Regions from separate parts of the Mus musculus genome. Here region 1 is linked to region 2. The links are chromatin contacts, called in public HiChIP or PLAC-seq maps. All regions are on one chromosome and are shown on one strand. The core of a region is the stretch at or near the end of the contact, and the rest is flanking DNA. Distances in the headings are between cores, read along the strand shown. Region 1 has its middle 140 kb from the start of Mir6354. Region 2 overlaps Pbx1 (pre B cell leukemia homeobox 1).

Region 1 (7,158 bases), core at 1,207-3,706, 460 kb after region 2:
AGGAGTTGAAGGGGTTTGCAGCGCCATAGGAAGAACAACGTTGTGAACAGGTGAGTACCATCCCTCCAACTTCCAGTTATAAAGAGAAATATACTCTCCAAGATGGAGCCAATATTAAAATATGGGCCACAGGTACATTCCCTTATTTCTTTCAGCTAACTGCTTTTCTCCTCCCCCAAGCATTCATTTACAAAAGTTAACAAAAATCTAACAATTTAACAAAATTAGGAGTATTACTTCTCAGGCTAACATGATACACTGGTGTGAACATCAATGAATGACTTCTACCCTTCCTATGTCTGCATCACGCTCCATTTGCAGGAAGATACCCAGTTCAAAGCTTTGCTTCGGTTATTTCTCTCTGTGGAGTGGTATGGATTTGGAGGAAGGGAATAGCTGGTATGTGGATCAGAGAGGTTTCTGCATGCTTCCTCTTCTCCACAAATCGGACACCTCCATCTTCTAGCTGCATCTTCTAGCTGCATCTTCTAGCTGCATGTTCTCTGTTGTCCTCCTCATCAGCACCACTTCCTGGGAAGAACGGTGGAAATGGAGATTCAGCACAGTATTAGTCTTACTGTCATGTGGACGTAGGTTTTAGGACTCAGCTTTGTTCAAGGGATACATCCTCACCGCAGTCATTAGTTTGACGAAGACTATGGTCTTCCCTTAAACGTGTATCTCATTGTGCCCAGCTAATTCCACTGCACAAAGACCTTTAACTTGCCTGAATGTATGAGGAAATATAAGAAACAACTAGGATTAAAGAATTTCCAAGATTCTAATTATAGTTTTTACTTTTCACTGCTTTTCAATTAAGGGAGACTTATCTGACTTGTCCAAAAAAATGCTAGACCTGATTTCTAAGGGTTAAGTGATCTGTGTATGTTTCTCAGGGTTCTCTTAGCAATAGAAAACATAGGGTGAGTATGTATGTATTCACAGACATATTTATATATTTATGTTTATATCCACATGTCTATCCTAAATGCACATGAACCAATACAAACAAAATAAGTATCATTAAGTGACATGAACAATATGGACATATTTGTTATGAAGAACTGATTTTGTGACAACAGGATGAGAAGTGCAGTAATACCTGGGAGAATCCATGTACGTTGTGGCTTCCAGCCTAGCCCTGACTGCCTGTGAACTAGACAGCTAGACAAACATTATATCTAGGTGTGTCTGTGCAGGTAGTTCTAGGAGTAATTAGCATTTAAATTGGTGGACAAGTGGGTATCATCCAATCCTTTGAGAGCCTAAATAGGAAAAATAAAAAATAAATAAAAGAAGAAGTTGGTTGACTTGACTGCCTGACTACTATAAAGCTGGGTCATCCATCTTTTTCCTGTGTGATTCTTTGATGGAAATCTCATTGTCTCATAGAAACTTAAAAACAGTCTTGGAAGTTCAATTTAAGTCATGTAAGATATATGCGAAATCTATCATATACAGTAAAATTTATTCCTCAAAATTAAGACATCAAGTGATTAATACATTTTTTAAAAAATATGCCTTTTAAGTCAGAGGGTAAAGCCTGCTATTTTTAGGATGCCATCCCAGCCTGCCATCTTTGCGTTCAGATTGCTTTGAGAGATGCACATTCAGATATTAAGGACTCAGTTGACACTTGGGGGTTCATGTGTAGCCTGAACTTCATCCTGTCCCCTCTACAGACCCTTCAAGGGTAAGGGGAAAAGATTCCTCTTTTCCTAGTGCCTAGGACTGGGCTCCACATATGAGAGGCCTTCGTGGATGCATGTACCCTTTCATGATCTGTATGCTTCTCATTTCACTAACAGACAGATGCGTCTTCTCTTCTGAGCAATTTCTTTCCCAAGACTATTTAATGTCAGGATTTTTAGGAAGACGACACGTACAATTGCTTAAATATTTCCTGTCAATTCTGAGTTGTTCAAAAGATGAGATGAACTTTAGGAGATATCATTTTCTAGAGACAACTTTAGACTCCTTTAATACCATAACCTACAAAAATACACCATGCCATTTTGGGCAGATTTGAAACTTCCTGTTTATCTCCCCCTACCACCCTCCCATTTCACCCACTCCCCCCACCCCAGTCCCAGCTCCTTTGCAGAATGAAGTGTCTCCAAATCGCTGAGACTGTAATTTCCAGGACAGTGTCGTCCATCTCAGTTCTTGCCTGTCCTTTCAGTTTGATGAAGGTTACAGACATTCTTCCTGGGTGTTTGTCAAAGTGTTTATCTACTCTGGAACCAGCTATCCACCCTCCGCTTGGAATATTTTATGCAGATTTTTCTTCCCCTTGTTGCTGGGTGCCTCAAAAAGACAGCAGCCACTCTGTCAGGAAGAGAGAGAAACATCTCTGATAGCGGTTTCATTTGCTTTGCACCGTATTCATTCATGTCAGTTTCTGCTGTTTACGGGTTGGACACAGAATATACGCTGCGTCAACAAACGGGACGGTTTCGGTTTGGTCACGAGTCGCTTATGCATTTCATTCTGTTATGAATTTCTCTCAGTTCAATGCACACAGAGGATGGGAGGTTCCACTTCATCAATATTTAAACCTGTTGTTTCCACAAGGAGGAGTGTACACATAAATTCACATCGTCTCTCTCTCTCTCTCTCTCTCTCTCTCTCTCTCTCTCTCTCTCTCTCTCTCTCTCTCTCTCTCTCTCCTCTCTTCTTTCCTGTTTCCCTCTCTTTCTCTGCTTAACCCAGTAAAAGATATTTTTAGGAGTTAAGTATTATTTCCCCTACCAAAAACGTTTACATATTTAAATTAAAAGGAACATATACCTTTAGTCAGGTATTCATACACTCTAAAAGGAGCTATAGAATATGACCACACATTCCACATTTTGTTCGGTGGTAGAAACAAAAGGGAAAATAAAATAGCATTCTTCTTGACCTTGAAGAAACAAAAACCTTGTGTTTGAGGAAAACAACATGGAAACCGAGCTGCTTAGTTTTAAGCAACTTGATACAACCTAGAGTCACCATGAAGAGAGTTTTAATGAAGAACTACCAAGATCAGGTTGACCTGGAATCATGTCGATGGGATACTGTCTTGACTTGGGATTGATAGAGGAAGACCCAGCCCATTGTGGGTAGCACTGTTACTACAGCATGGGGTCTCTAGACAGTATAAGGGAGCAGGAGGCTGGCTGAAAGCAAGGAAAGACGTTCCTTATTTCTTTGATCTAGGCTGTGGATGTGATGTGACAAGGCTGCCTTGATTCCCCTGAAATGACAGCATGTACTTGGTGTGGAAAGCAGAAAACAAAAGCAACCCCCAAACCCTAAAAACCCAAACAGAAAACCTTTCCTCACCTATGTCCCTTTCTGCAAGGATATTTTGTCAGCATAACAATAAATGTTACTAGGTAAGAGATGAAGATGCAGAGGAAATTTTTGGTCTAGCCCTTGAATATGAAGCTTTTTGAAACTTTTATGTCTAAAAGCATGATGTCATATTCCAGAGTTGGAGGTCCATCTTCTCTTGGATCCACCTGAGAATGCAGAAGTCCAATCTGATACTCAAGCTGTTTACTCATGAATAATCTTTTGCTCCCAGGAGGAGATGAATTCCTTCTGTAGAGAAGAACCTGTGATTTAGGCTCTCAGAATGTTCCTGGGCTGTACTCAGTGACATCTGGGAACATTGTGGAAGTATCTTAAACATAAAGAAAAGAAGATGCAAGAACACTGGGAGAAAACCAATAATAGATATACAGGCCCTAAAACTAAAGATATTGCCATCCTCAGACATCGCCAAATAAATAATATGTATGCAATGTTTAAAAGGAATTTATAAAAGGGGGAACTTAGAAAAATCAGAAATGAGAGACTACAAACCTTTAAAATGTACCATCTATATTTTTGGGAAGTAAAAATATAATTTTAAATTATCATTACGATAGCTGTCTCCTGAGAGGCTCGGCCAGTGCCTGGCAAATAGAGAAGTGGAGGCTCACAATCACCTATTGGATGGAACACAGGGCCACCAATGGAGGAGCAACCTTATAGGAGGACCAACAATATGAACTAACCAGTACTCCCAGAGCTCCTTGGGACTAAACCACCAATCAAAGAAACCACATGGTGGGACTGGCGGCTCTAGCTGCATATGTAGCAGAGGATGGTCTAGTTGGTCATCAATGAGAGGAGAGGCCCTATGTCCTGTGAAGGTTTTATGCCCCAGTATAGGGGTATGCCAGGGCCAGGAATGGGAGTGAGTAGGTTGGGGAGCAGAGGGAGGAGGGAGGGATAGGGGATTATGGGAGGGGAAACTAAAAAAGGGGATAAGATTTGAAATGTAAATAAAGAAAATATCTAATTAAAGAAAACAAACAAACAAAACAGGACTATCTAAACAGTAACCTAGAACTAGTCAAGTGAAATTTATTTTTTTCCAGCATAAAAAATGAAACAGAGATTATAGAAAAGATCTGAAAGCTATAAAGGGTCAAAGCTATAGTTTTAGTTGACCTACAATCTGAAACCAAAAAGAGAGCAAATATTAGAGGGAATGAGAAAGAGGTAATGTGAAAATGACATGTTAAAGTTTTATATCTGATAACAGAATGTTTTACATATATATGTATATACATACACACACACACACACACACACACACACACACACATATCTGTATATGTATTACATATTGTTGGTCCTCCTAGGGGGCCCTGTGTTCCATCCAATAAATGACTGTGAGCATCCACTTCTATATTTATGCTGTCCTGGCATGGATCTGAAAGCTCCATAAATGCTTGGAAAGCACTCTACCAACTAAGTTCCATGCTCTGCCCACAGTCTGGTTTTTAGAATCAGACATGAGTGCAAAACTATACATAATTTCTACACTTTCCTCCCCCTTAAACTGGCCCTAAGCCCTCCCCATCTCCATCTTAATGCATGACCTCTTCTTTACTTATTATTGTTATATAGGAACAAAACTCAGAAACAAAACTCATAGCCTATTGATTCCATTCCGTGTTGTTCAGATCAGCATGAACTGAGGACTTAGGTTGGATAACCTATCAGAGAGTTCATGTCTGGAAGAAACGGGTTTCCCCTCCTCTCAGCAGCCATGGCTGCCTGTAGCCCTTCATCTAAGGAAGGGAGCTTGTGGGATTCCCTCCTCCGTATTGTTCTGTGAATGGTGTGGTTATGTAGTTGATGTACCCTTTCCTGGACAGCAATACTGCCGAGAAGCCATGCAGCTTTTCTGTCAGGTTGACATATCAGTTTTCTAAGGATGAGAAATTGACAATTTTTTTCAGCAGAAACTATTTTAGGTATGTTTATTAGATGACCTGCTATTTTATTAGATGGCATGCTATTTGACCATCTCTTACTTACCTGAAGGTTCCATTAAATGTGCGTTGAAACTTCTTTCTCTCCAAAAATTGGAAGCTATTAATTTTTCCATATCTTCTTGTCCCTAAGCCTCACGCTAGATATTTTTTCTGATGTATTTTTCAGTTCATGAATTGTCTTTTCATCTTTATTTAATCTGTTATCTAAAATTATCAATCAAGACTTTTCAAACCTCAATCTAGATCTTTCTTAAATATATCTGGTTATTTTTACAGCATCATTCTCCTAGCTATTTTTTTTAAATTGAGTATATATTTTAGCCAACACATCATAATTTTGATGTTGGAAGGTGTTGTGTCCGGCCAGCAGACCACAACCTGGGTTCTAGCCTGGAAAGGCATTTTGGAAACCTGGAAGAGAAGAGGGGCTAGGTGGCGAGAGAAAGGAATGTAGCCAAGACAGTTATTCTGATCAAGGCTCAAATTTTATTGTAGCGACACTAGTTATGAAGGAAGGGGGAGGGGACCCGATTCCCGCCGAATAATCTCTGGTCTAGTAGAAAGGTGCACGTGTGTGGCTCTGCAGGTTCCAGCAGTGGGCGTGGCAGAATGAATGAGCAGGAAGCTCCACCCCTGAGCAAGCAGGTTTCAGGCTGGGGGAGGGGAGACTACAGGAAGGGGTAAGATATTCGTTTTCTGGTTTGTTTTGTTTTTTGTTTTTGTTTTTGTTTACAATGGTTGTGAAATCTGGAGAAGGAAGCAGAGACTGGAGGCAGGAAAGAGGGGTTTTCCTCTGTACAGGAGTCAGCTTGTGTTCACAAATGATCAGAAGAACTTTGTGCATATTTTTTTTCAGTAATAACGTTTGAGAGGAGTGATTTAAACTATTTTACAAGCTGAGCTCATTTTTTATTTTATTTCTTATTTTGACTTTATACAAACACCATGGAATTCTAACATGTGAGTTTTTTGTGTCATAGAGGCTTTTGTTTGTAAAAATTTCCCATCAAATAGAAATTTACATCTGGTCTCAGAACTATTTCGATAATTATCATTAATCATCCTTAAAGTCAAAAGGTAATTAGTTCCTTTTTCTGTGTCATTATGGCCAAATTCTTGGCAAAGACAACTGAAAAGAAGGGACATATATTTTGACTCATGGTTAGGGATCCAGTGCACTATGGGGAGGAAGTCCTGGTACTGGAACCAGCTCTCTCTCACGTGCAGCAGTGGAAGTGTGAGGTAGCTTACCCACACATTATTATATCAGGATTCAGGAAACTTGACTAGATAAAGGAAATAGAAAATAACCCTCAAGGGTCACTCTTATAGACCTAAATCTACTAGCTATTCACTGCATCCCCCAACTTCATTATCTCCCCAAAGAGTACAGCTAGCTCAGGACCAAGCATGAAAATGCTTGATCGTGTGGTGGCTGTTTTGGATTTAAACCATGACGTTCAGCTATATGGAGTGTTGAAAAAGAGCTCTGGCCTCCGGGGAAATGCAATGCATTGCCTCCTAGTTATTCACAGAAGTTGTAGAATGGAGGAAATTGGTACTAAAAATTAAAGTGTATCAGCTTCACCACATACTATGAAGGCAGGCAGTGGGCATCCCAAGGCTGCTAAGCAGTCTTTAAACTGCTTAAGAGTTTAAAGGATTATAGAATATAATAAAAGGAAACAGAATAAATAATATAATGGATAAACGCAGGAATCAGTGGAAAAAGAGAAACATGTGATTAACAACAAAACATTCCTTTGACATCAGTGACTATTGGAAGTCCCACCAAACATTCATGGGCTGGGTAATTCTTAATCCATGCAGACATTCTTGGCAG
Region 2 (6,526 bases), core at 1,234-3,733:
GGCTAGGCGGTAGTTGTCCAGGAAGAACATGATTAAAAGGCCCTGACCTTCCTCTTCATCACTCTGTTCCATGCCCGACTTCTGATGAAACACATCTAATTCTCACTTGCAGAAAATACATGAGAAACAAAAGAAGCTAACCTTAAATTCAGCAATTTTTCCTCTTTCAAGCCTTGGAACTGGCTCACCCTTAGGGACCATCTGGTGCAGGTCTCTCTCTTTCATGTAAGAAAACAGGGCCAGAAACCATAAAACCCACCAGTCATGTCTGTTTCCACTAGGCATATACTACATCGTTTAGTCCTCCCAGTGACCCTTCACCATACAGTCAAGCTTGGGAAGGTACCAGGAAAAGGATGACACACACCCAAGTGTGGGTATCAGCATCTCAAGAGAGAGTCACCATAGCAACACTTTCAGATAAATATCACTGTGACCTTCATTTTATAGAAAAAGGAAAATTGGTCTCAGAGAAGTTTAGCAACCTAAAGAAGGTCACACAGCAAAGAGTGGTAGATCAAGGGGGCTGGCTATAGAAACCAAGTAGTTACCTACCAGCTAGTGTCACAGTTCCTCCTAAAATTAAGAAATCTATCTGTAGTCTGAAAGTTGCTCAGTTGGAAGTATACAAAGAGCAAAAAGCATGAGGCACCCACCCCAATACCCACTTATTGACAAATCTTTCAGGGGCAGATGTAGGTAAAACTATAAATCATAGGCCGAAAAGGATGGACTCTGACCCCACAGAGCCTTTAGGCACTAGTGACCTTCCTCTGTCATCGCCGGGGCAGGCTTTCCAGTCCCATGACAATCTACACCTGAACTTTTTATGCCCAGGGAGCCATTTTCCAAACTGCTAAGAATTGCTGTCTTTGAGATGCCAAGCGAGCAAAACCCAGACACTCCCATGCCCACCCCCATTCCCTGGAACACTAAGCCTCCTCCACCATCTTTAGAGGGCCTCAGGTATGTGTTCCTGCGTGTACAGGGGTCGATGAAAAGGCGCCCTGAGAGAGCTGCTGACAGGGAGCTCAGGGACCCCATGTTTATCTTTACCAACTTTTGTGTTCCCAGATCCCTCCGCACAACCTCAGTGAAGGAACAGCATGATGTGGGAACCCGCGGCTTCCCTTGACCCAGGTGAAGAAGGTAAGAGGAAGGAGTGGATGCCCTGGATGAAAGAAAAAAAGGGGGGAGTGGTTGTCTGTACCCTTAATCCCAGCAGTGGGATGCAGAGGCAGAGGCAGGTCCATCTCTGGGAGTTCAAGGCCAGCCTGGTATACATAACACATAACATGTTCCAGGGCTACAGAGTGAGACCCTGTCTCAAGGGGGAAAAAGACATTACCACTTCCATCTAAAAGATATTCAGAACAAAACTTGAGGTTTGGCTTTCCTAAGGGACACACATCCAAGGTAGGTCACAATAGAAGCCAGGGGCCTGTGAGATACCTCTGACAGTAAAGGTGCTCGCAGCTGAGCCTGACACCTGAGTTCGATCCCCAGGGCCTGCATCGTTGAAAGGCGAGAACCAGTTCCTGAAAGTTGTTTTCTAACCTCCACACATCTGTCATGGCACTCCTCCCTCACCTCCCCCACCCTGCACCCTCACAAATAAATACATAAGTATAACTAAAATAAAATGTTTTTAAAGGTGCCAGAGCTCTACTTTAAAAATTCCCATGATTTTGTGTTTACGTATGGCCAATATCTAGGTTTGGGTTTGTTTACTGGTTCAGGGGTATTTTTGTAATTTTGCCAAGAATGAGAGAACATTTTTGGATATCAACAGAACACAGAGGCAAAGCCTTTAAAAGGCCGAGCCCGGGCTGGGAGCTGAGTCCCGGAATCTCCAGTTGATCTCAGCCCCTCCGGAACTACTCACAGCCCCTAGTCTGCACCTCAGGCACTTCTAGGTCTAATGTTCTCCCTTGCACACGGCCTCTTGCAGAGTCTCCACGCAAACTGTCTCTCAAGTTCTATCCAGGTGAGGAAACAAATAACACACTATTGCCCTCGATCTCTTTTGAGACGCTACGAGCAAATCATACGCTACCCCTCTTCACACTTCTTGGGAGCTCATCTGTCTGGAAACCCACTTTCAAGGAATGGAAAGGCACTGAAATGCCTGGAGACAAGACATGACTTCCCTCCAGTCCACCCGACACCCTCTCAGAGTCACACACACACATACAGCCCGACACTCTCTCAGAGTCACACTGATGGTCTACAGCACGTGTGCCTCACTTGGAAAGCCAGTATCTCGTGAGGGAGGGATGGTTGCTGCTCCTTCCTCTCCTTAGCCCATTCTCCCTGGCATGCAGCCTGAAAGGACCAAATTCTCCACTCCTTAGATGTCTTTTCAAAAAAAACAAAAATTAATAAAAGGTTTTGCAGTTGCCAGGCCTTGAAGGCTAGCATCTCCAATACTCCCACCCAGCTCGGAAAGGGACCCGGTCGGAGGCCTTTCCAGACTGTCTACAGCTATTTCAGTCCAGTTCTGCTCAAGGAGCAAGGTCACTTGTGTCTTTTGAAGTCACACACAGCTTCCTTCCACAGTCAGTCCTCTCTCTCTCTCTCTCTCTCTCTCTCTCTCTCTCTCACACACACACACACACACACACACACACACACACACACACACACCTCTCTAGCTCTTCCTGGGGCAGGGAGAGAAGGAAGTGTCCCATCCTATAACTGCTGTGGTAGTGGCATGCAGGATGGAGAAGGGTGGGAGTGAAAAGAGAAATAAGGGGAAGGGTAAAAAGCCAATCGGCAGCACCACGATGGGGGTGTTAATTGGATACAGACAGACAGAGAGACAAAAGAGGATTAAAAAGGGGGGGGATCGGTTTTTAAACCCTCCTCCAATTATTTGATTGAACTCAAGAGCAGATTACACTTGGTATAAACTTAGCTGAGGAGTGCCAGAGAAAGCTATTAGGTGCTAAAATTCAAATTCACTCACAATTGCAGCTTGCTCCCAGGTGTCTCGGACTCCTCTCTTTAGTAAATAAGGCTCTCTTTTCACCTTTCCTGACTTTTAAACTTATGATTTTTTTTTTTTTGGACAGAGAAGTGTAAACATTTTTTAAAAAGAAAAATTTTAAGTATTTATTAAATATTGCAGATCTTTTTTCCTCCTTCAGAAAATCAACATGTTTGACTTTTTTCTCCTATTCTTCAGTCCCAAGAAACCCATTTTCCAGCCCACGTAGACACAGGCAAAATGCAGCCTATCGCTAACATGTAAAAGGACAAGTGACAGTTCTTTAAAAGGAAATTTGATTGTAAATGACCCAAATTCTGTATTTAAAGCAGCTATGGTCCCAGACTGACGATACAGCTGGAAGGCACATCTGTAAAGTTTGTTGCCGTGGCTCTCAACAGGGTCTGCATGAGGCTGAGCGCAAGCTGTAACCTGAATATTTTGTTGGCATTTTATTTTTTACCTTAGCGTTTATATTTTAAAAGCATAAAGTATCAAAATAAACACTTCCCCACACTCAAAAGCAAAACACTCAAGTTCATCTACTTTTCAAAAATCCCAAAGTAATTTCTGACTTAAATACCCATCAATCAACTATAATTCAGTCCGTGCAGCCTGCCTTAGGTATCATGCACGTGTTTTTTGTTTTTGTTTTTTAAATACCAAAAAGGTTGATCAGGCATCTCTGTAAGTTTTCCTATTTACCTCAATCTTCCAACTAAATCAATAAAACCCAAGAAACAAAAGCAGCAGCAAGCCAACACAACACACCACACACACACACACACACACACACACACACACACACACACACACACACACACCCCAGCTCCTGGCCAGAGTACACAGATCTGCTCTACCCTGAATGGCCTCAGCAAGGCCACTTGTTCAGTGCTGTGGGCCTTGATAGTCCCAATAAGAAAAGTTCCAGGACAGCACAGAAGCATGTGACCTGGTCTTTTAGACCACCTTTTTTTTTTTACTAGTTTTGGAAAAAGAGAGGGAAACAGACAGACAGACAGACAGACAGACAGACAGAAACGGGCACTGAAATGAAAGACTTGTGCAACTTTCCAGACACTTTGCATTCATTACCCCAGGGCATCAAAGGCATGAAGATACACAGGCAGCCCAGATCCTGAACACAGAAATCACACGGTTCTTAGTAATAAAAGCTGATTTTAAACACAGTACTGTCTGCTCTACCACTGACACCTCCGTCTGTTCCCTCTCTCCAGCCTCCCAACACTCAACTGGAAGAATAAAAGCGAGTTCCTGCTCCCCCGAGTCAGGAATCCTCTCCATAGAATCTTGTTTTGTACCCCTCTTCACACAGGAACCATCACTAATTACATTACTTCATAAGCTATCCTTTAAGGCATCCTGTATCAATAACACATAAAACTTCAAATAATATTATTTTTAAGACTCCAACCATATTCATATTGACAATAATTTAAAAAAACAACAACAACAACCAACAAACAGATTAATATCTTCCAACCATAAGAACATCATTTTGGCCAATTCGACAATTTCTCCCCACTTCCACCCCACCCCCGGCACCGTAGCCAATATTAATCATGGGCGAAGTCTTCACTGCGCACCTGAATCGGACCTCTTTTCACAGCCACCCACTTTGATCTACACTACCTCAGCAGGTTTTAATTAGGAGATGAGAATTGAACACTTGGGCCATGATGTACAAGTCGGTGACCTCAGTGGTACCCTTCCCAATAAAAATACAGAATACAGTATCTTTAAAGAGAAACTCTCCTTCTGTCCCTTTAGTTCCGATTCCTTCTTATTGTGACTCTACATTTCATGAACCGAGATTAGAAAACAAAACAAAACTCCAACTTGATGAGAAACAAAACCCGCCATTCAAAGTGAATAACCACAGAAGACTTCAAACGAGAAGGAAAATTAGGAGAGAAGGAGACACATAGGCACACGAGCCCCCGGCTTCCTTCTCTGAGCTAATAGAAAGAAGGAAAGAAAGAAAATAACAAGACAAAATAACAAGAAAAACCTAAGAGGCACACTGAGGAAGAGCTCCTTTGATATCGGTATGCACAATCAATACATCTCTCAAAAGGCGCCTCTCATGGCTAAAACGACGCAATTATCAGCTCTGCAATAAGGTTAGGTCCTGGCACAGGCACCTGGATGATTCAGAGGTCTGGGAAGCCTGTCTCAGGTGCTTTGTCTGCGTGTTCCATCCCCTACAAGCACCATCCAACAAAGGAACTATTTACTAATTTCACAGACATTTGAAAGACCTGAGTAATTGCATATTCAATCAACAGTGACCCCTTGAAAAGATTCTTTTTTTTCTTAACAGAGAAATCCAGAGAGACATTTAGAGAGACCTTTAAAAGGAGAGACGTAAGGAAAGCCACCTTCCGCAGCCTCCCCCCTTCCCATGTGTAACTATCAATGTATATCAACCGAGCATGCAATCATATCTATTGTCACTTTCATTTATGTCATGCCCTTGCTTATATGGTTTAGATATGAATTATTGACTGTTATACACCTTGTTGTAAAAAATAAATAAATATACGGGATGGCAGGTACTTTGCCCGGCTTTAAAGTGGGCGAGAAAGTCAGAGACCAGCAGCCGCTCCCTGTCTGCATGCACCCCCCCAGTCCCTCTTTATGCCCTGGCGTTAGATCGCCTTCCCCACCCTTTCTTCTTACAAGGGAGCGATTTAACCCACTTTGGAAAATTAAGGACCAAGATAAAGAAACAAGAGGACAGTTGCTAAGTGGCCTTTCTCCGCACATCTGTTGTTTAAGAACACCTCTGATTGATGACTGCGATTTTTTAATTGTTGCTTTAAAATTTAAATGCCCTCCTGGGATGTGTTATAAGTGTGTTAGTCTATGATATGAGGCTCAGAAAGTAGCAAAACAAGAGAGGGAATGATCTCTGGATAACATAGTGCCCTAAATCTAAAGAGGGTCGGTCCCTGCTAGAAAAACCAGAGGCCATTCAAAAGCCCGTTCACCTAATATTGAATTGGACATTCCACAAAGGTATTCCAAGACACTCTTTTGAGAACCTCAAGTTGGTGACTCTGTGTAAATACAAAGAACAAAGTGGCCAAAAAAGAAAGGAAACAACAGCTTAGCTCTTACTCCCCTGCCCAACAGCAGGGGTGAGAGATGGGGGTCAGTCATTGTAGACAAAAATCTATTTCTTCAGGAAATGGATTTTTACATTTGTATTTTTCCCCCAAAGGCATATCATTCTATAAATTTCCCGTCCAAACCTCTGCCTTAGCCCCAATTTCAAAAAGAGTTGGGGCCAGATTTAAAGACAACATACTGCTTGAAAGCGGCTGTCAAAGCTGTTTCCCTTTAGAGAAAGCAGCCATGGACTTCCCTGGTAGCGCTTGCATTCTAAAACACTAAGGTCCCAAGAACAGCAGAGGAGCTGCAGGCTCAGCGGGTTTAACTAGCCAAAGAAAAAGGCCCAAAGGTTGGAGTTTTCATTCCTACCTGTTTTTTCTTTGATTTCACACAACACAT

The links. HiChIP or PLAC-seq counts read pairs in DNA pulled down with a chosen protein or histone mark.
Region 1: a contact with region 2 is called in an H3K27ac HiChIP or PLAC-seq map of SST interneurons, with 4 times the contacts expected there. The contact joins two enhancer-like sites. A contact is called at or near these places in 2 of 39 promoter capture datasets (liver and second pharyngeal arch cranial neural crest), 5 of 115 datasets of contacts at active chromatin or transcription factors (SST interneurons, embryonic basal ganglia, embryonic forebrain and 2 more) and 1 of 9 other capture datasets (pancreatic islet).

What each region holds. Positions count from the first base shown.
Region 1 is chr1:168,879,160-168,886,317 of GRCm38.p6, forward strand. No RefSeq gene overlaps it. Among named protein-coding and RNA genes, the nearest start is that of Mir6354, 140 kb to the right of the region's middle. Within about 2 kb of position 2,457, at least 4 of the 459 cell types and tissues checked have an H3K27ac peak or open chromatin away from gene starts, as enhancers often do. A contact at or near this core is called in SST interneurons, where this site is marked.
Region 2 is chr1:168,421,373-168,427,898 of GRCm38.p6, forward strand. Pbx1 (pre B cell leukemia homeobox 1) reads right to left here. Exons shown (of 9, transcript NM_183355.3): 2 at 6,497-6,526. Among named protein-coding and RNA genes, the nearest start is that of Pbx1, 7.5 kb to the right of the region's middle. Within about 2 kb of position 2,484, at least 29 of the 459 cell types and tissues checked have an H3K27ac peak or open chromatin away from gene starts, as enhancers often do. A contact at or near this core is called in SST interneurons, where this site is marked.